2 separate regions of the Mus musculus genome follow, and region 1 is linked to region 2. Evidence: chromatin contacts called from public HiChIP or PLAC-seq data. All regions are on one chromosome and are shown on one strand. Each heading gives the region's core, a stretch centred on a gene start, on an enhancer-like site or on the middle of the called end of the contact. The rest is flanking DNA. Distances are from core to core; before and after follow the strand shown.

Region 1 (2,700 bases), core at 4-2,503, 210 kb before region 2:
ATGCTCAAAACCTTATTAAGTTTACCCAGGGTCTTTGCCCTTTCATGTTCATATGGTTTATATGTGCTGTGGCATGATGTGAATTGGATGTTAAACTCTACACATTTTCCTTCCCATCTGCTCTTGGTTCAAGGCCGTAGTAAAAGAGAAAAGTAAATAATCCCAGCTTTTCTTTAATATCATTCTTCATGTTTCCCACACTCAACTGAATTTTATTACAGAATCAGTCTCTGACTTCCTATTTATTTTATCCTTCGGTCAAACCTCAAGGTAACACCTTTCATGGGTTCATATATTAAGTTTCTTTTATGGAAATGTCAAAATTGTCTCTGTACTGAAGGAATCCAGAGCACATGCTTATATGCGCCTATAAATTTACTCTGCGATACTTATTGGCAATGCTGACATTTAGTGCTCACTATGTCCTATATGTAATGCAAAACTGTAATTACTTTCTTTTAACGTATAAATATGTTTTATTTCAGGTCATTTACTTCTTATAGGAACCATGAACACTTCTCTGACTGTGCAAGTGTACTAATGATTCTACGCGTGTATACACAAGATATGATGTCTAAGCTTCAGTTTGCTTAGTTTCCTCCTGAGGTTGCATACAAGGTAGGGAGTAAACATATATATATTACCAATTAAAAGGAGTACTTCCTCATAGTATGAGTTAATTGCACAATAAAAAAAGTAGTCTGCGAGAGGTCTTCATTTCTGAGATTTCTCTGATAAACTACCCAAGGTTCTAGCTAGTCAAACTATTGCTGACCGTGAACGGCCAGAGATCATCACCATCAGTGAGTTAGGAATTCTAGCTCTTACAGCCCCGAATCTGGATAGATCCCCAACATAAAGTATACATTGTAACTTTTGAGCACATCTGGTCTACACTATCTTAAATCTTTGAGAGTCAGTTTTTTGAGCATACGGTAAACCACCTGCATTCAAGCATGTGAAGAGAGAACTGTGTCCTTTGAAAAGTAATATTTGAATTTGGTGCGTCTTCACAAGATGTGTCAATCAGATACATGGATGAAACCTCCACCCCTTTGTCTCCATACACGGACTTAGATTATTCATTGAACAGGCTCCTGAATTAGACGATATGAGGTTGTGTTTGCTATATAACTCCCTGCGATACACAAGCTCTGGCTTGCTCTTTATGTCCTGAATTTCCATGGCTCAGACAGAGGTGGAATAAGAACAAGGATTAGTTGTTGCCACTAGAGGGCAGTAACAACAATTTAATAATACAAAGCATGTTCCTGCTTGTCCCCAGCACAGGGAAACAATGAGTTTGTGTGGGTGAGGTCTTAGGAACCTCTGGTTCTAAAAGAAGGAACAATGCCTTAGAGATAAATTAACTAAAACTCTTTTATTGCCATCGTGTTCAAATCACACTTTGCGAGGCTTTCAAGGTTAAAAAGTCTTGTTTGCATGTCCTACTCCTAACTATGAGAACAGGCTATTTTCTCTGGTAAGAGCTTGAAAATAGATGGCTGTTTATTAGAAGTAGGCTCTCAGCATAAATATTGAAAGAAATTCATTACTGTGGATTTAAGACCTTTCACTTTTTTATGAGAGTATACATACACAATTTCTAAGTGCAAGTGTTCAGAATTTTCATGGAAAATCATACTGGATAGACAAATTCGTCTTTTACTAGGTATCTCCCTCATAAATTCTCTATGAGCACCATAAGAAAATGCTCCATCAAGCTAAACAGTAGGAGGGAACACACGAGTTCGAATAAAAGGATGTAGGATTCTAGCACCTACAAATTCAATTCTATTGATATCCTCGTTAGCATTCAAATATGTCTGCTTGCTATTCTGAGGGTTTCCACGTGAATATTTAGCAATTTTCTCAAGGAAAGGGAAGAGAAGCTTCTTAATCAAACTGTAAGTTCCTTTGCAGATATAATTATGCAACCTCATTGTCATTCTTGATGCTCCAGGAATTGAGAAACACATGTTAATGTTGATCAGATCTGCCCTGTAATGACCCATACGACACTGGAAAGTGCAAACTCAATGCTCCTCTGACCATGAGGCGCCCCTAACTCTGTCAGAGTGGTCATTTACTGATACTTTTATATCTAACGAGATATAAAGAGCAAATATATAGATATACATATATATAGATAGACAGATAGATATAGATATAGATATATAGATATATAGATATATAGATATTAGATATGAAGACACCCATAGTGTATTATTCGAGTCAATATGTACAAAATCACAAAGTCAAGTGAGGTTTATACACATTTCTAGACGCTTACACTCTGTCCTTGTGCTTCCCTTTTATGGTGGGTACCTGGAATTACTCATAAGTACCTGACACCTTCACCATGCTGTAAGCTGCCCTGCGCCCTGCTCTAGACTGATTCCCAGAAGAAACAGATGGTTGGGAAGTGGGATGGATGCTAAAGCAACAGCCCCATAGCGAGAACTGGGAAACTGAATCCAATCCAACTTGAAAAGGTTTGCACGAAGTCCAACCGAGGTTGCCTTGGCTTATCCAAGACAATGATTTCTACATTTCCAAAAACTATTGTTTTATTTATTTAGCTCTCAAGGATGATGTGTTTGGTTTGTATTTAGAGCTATGCAGTAAATAAATAAAAAAAACCTATATTACAAAAAGGCAAGGTCTAGAGATTCAACCTTGACAGTCTGGCGAGTGGGT
Region 2 (2,700 bases), core at 39-2,538:
AGACAACCACATGCTTTTCATGGCAACAACGCATGGAATATATGAATTAAGAGAAATCACACTAAAGTCTGTCCCAGTTTCAGTCTTTGGGCATCTGTAAAGCAAATAGAAATCTTCTCAGACCACATGTTTCAGACTTTTTAAGCCATCTATCGAACAAAGTGTGTTATCCTGACCAACAAAACACAAATGTGCGAGACAACATTGTACTTCCAAATGTCTTTCCGTAGATAAATGAATTCCTTCGTGACTATGATTTCATTTGCTCAACTCTGGTTATATAATGATCCCATAAATTCACTGGAGGTATTGAACTATAAATGGAGAGCAGGCATTTTCAGAGAAACATTAAAGCAGCTGTTACATATTATGCCTCCTGAGAAACAAATGTCCCTGTCATATTCTGAAATAATATGTAAGCTGTTCCCTGCACTTCTTTTCAAGCTGGTTCTTGTATTCAGTATTTCTAGTAAATGGATGCAAATCAGGTGCATTGTGCTGCGATGGGAAGGGAGAGATTTGTTCAGAAATGACCTCAGTTCTATTCATTAATAAGATGACATGTTGGCTGAGAGCAGTGAAGGACAGAATAAAACAAGAGAGAACTTTCCTCCATTTGACAGATGTACATAGAGCTTTTTCTTGGAGAAAGCACTGTATGTAAAATGGCCACTACAACATAAAATCTAAAAACGTGAAAGGGACCTCCAAGATGCAGATTGCTTGGAAAAAAAATCACAACGTCCATGGCAGCATACCCCCCCCCCATTCCCTATTACATTGTACAGCAACTTGGAGAAAACACGTATTTCATTGAGAGGGGGCATCTAATAAACAAAAGTTTGGGATTTTTTTTCTGAGAGTTTTTTTTTTTCTTTTTAAGAAGGAGAAGATAATATATGCAAGACCCAACCAAGCAAAATAGCATTGTACTTAGAACCACTTCTGTTACTGCAGACATCAGTTGGAGACTGGGTAAGAGCTACCAGGAAGAATGTAGCCACATTTTCACATAGCGATTTAAATTATGCCACCAGAATAATTAATGGAAGGACTAATCTGGGGGAGGGGAGGGTAATAGGAAAAGGGGGAAGGCTATGTTAAACAAAGTTCATTACTGCATGATGTAAATGAGTTTCTCACCAATGATGTCACTGATTGGCTGAGCTGCAGGACTGGCTTCGAGCATGGCCGGATTGGCTGCTAGCTCTTCTGGTGCCTGCCTGCTTGGGCAGCGGTTGAATCAGATACTTTCTGTCTCTCTTGTTGTCGTTTGAAGCAAATCTTGTTCAGCCCAGCTGTGTCTCCATAGTAGTGGCACCCTAAGAGAGGCTCGCCCTCCTGCTTCCCACAGCTCTTCTGTGAGGCCGTCGTTGCTGTGTGAATACCAGCCCTTGGCACGAAGCCCAGACAGCGTTCTCAGATCCGTCTATAACACACACATACAAAAAAGAAAAATAAAAGCAGGTCTTTCATCTGAATTGCATCCTAAGGAGGATTAAGGCTTCTATTGCTACTGATTTGTGTTCTTTCAATTTGATGGTTAAAATCGTTTTTGAAACACAGTATCTTCTCATCTGCAGCAGAATACTATTGGTTAAAATTGGATAAAAAAAAAAGATGAGGGAATCCCCCTTTTCCCATGTTTACCTTGATTACAGAAACATACTTCTTCATTTTCTTCCTAATCACCATAACTGATGCTTTTGGTCCCCTACTAGAATTTTAAACTCTCAGCAGATTTCTAATTACAGCCGAGTCATTATTTTCAGGTTAAGACATGGGATCTTAATTAGCATTCTTTTTTTTTTAGCTATGCGAAATGAGACAGGGCATGAAGCAGAGATGATCTATGGAGAGGGAGAGAGGGAGAGGGGGAGAGAGAGAGAGAGGAAGGACAGAGAGAGAGAGAGAGAGAGAGAGAGAGAGAGAGAGAGAGAGAGAGAGAGAGAGAATCTGTATAGCTTTTACAGTTGAGCTGATACCCCCTCTAAGCTCTCCCTCCACCACCACCTCCACCACCCCCCTTGCAAAATAATGCAGTCATATGAACTTTACCAGACAATGGAGTACCTACAGGCTCTCCCCTAGACAAGTCCTTTATAACAAGCCAGTGCTATGTGCTGCAGACAGTAGCCAATCGGCAGGCTCCTTTCTGCAGCAGGGACACAATAGGTGCATTGGCCACACTGTCCTCCTAGACCCTGACAGCAGTTCAGGTTCATTTATTGTACACTGGAAGGCACATATGTCTTTAATATTCACTGTGAAATTATCAGTGTGGCTGTCTTCATTCCACTGTGATTACACCAATCTAATTACTGCGCAAAAGCTGCAGGGGCACCGCTTGCACTGAGTGACGCATAGGCATGTATGCAGAAAGAATATGCACGAACATGCTTGCTTACTTCAGGAATAAAAATCCACCGATTATTTCCTTCCCAAAGCTTAATGCTTCCTCCACAACACTTGGGTGAATATAGACATCATTTTCTGCTTCAAAGGAAAAGTATGTGGTGTGTGTGTGTGTGTGTGTGTGTGTGTGTGTGTGTGTGTGTGTGTTGTGTGTGCATGATTTAAACATTAGTCTAGTTATTTATTGGTGTGAGCTGTGGAGGTAGAATCTAGTCAGCAAATAAAAGGTAATTAAGGACCTAAAGACTTCCTCTGTATCACTAAGCATCAGAGTAAGAAGCTAAA

What was found. HiChIP or PLAC-seq counts read pairs in DNA pulled down with a chosen protein or histone mark.
Region 1: an H3K4me3 HiChIP or PLAC-seq map of forebrain shows a contact between it and region 2, with 3 times the contacts expected there. The contact joins two enhancer-like sites. A contact is called at or near these places in 17 of 484 Hi-C or Micro-C datasets (the 3T3-L1 cell line, LSK cells, bone marrow-derived macrophages and 11 more) and 10 of 115 datasets of contacts at active chromatin or transcription factors (VIP interneurons, acute myeloid leukemia, bone marrow-derived dendritic cells and 7 more).

Annotation. Positions count from the first base shown.
Region 1 is chr16:77,442,779-77,445,478 of GRCm38.p6, reverse strand. The region is part of intron 2 of Mir99ahg (Mir99a and Mirlet7c-1 host gene (non-protein coding)); the gene reads right to left. Among named protein-coding and RNA genes, the nearest start is that of 9430053O09Rik, 24 kb to the right of the region's middle. Within about 2 kb of position 1,253, at least 27 of the 459 cell types and tissues checked have an H3K27ac peak or open chromatin away from gene starts, as enhancers often do. A contact at or near this core is called in VIP interneurons and forebrain, where this site is marked.
Region 2 is chr16:77,235,694-77,238,393 of GRCm38.p6, reverse strand. No RefSeq gene overlaps it. Among named protein-coding and RNA genes, the nearest start is that of Gm31258, 66 kb to the left of the region's middle. Within about 2 kb of position 1,288, at least 101 of the 459 cell types and tissues checked have an H3K27ac peak or open chromatin away from gene starts, as enhancers often do. A contact at or near this core is called in VIP interneurons and forebrain, where this site is marked.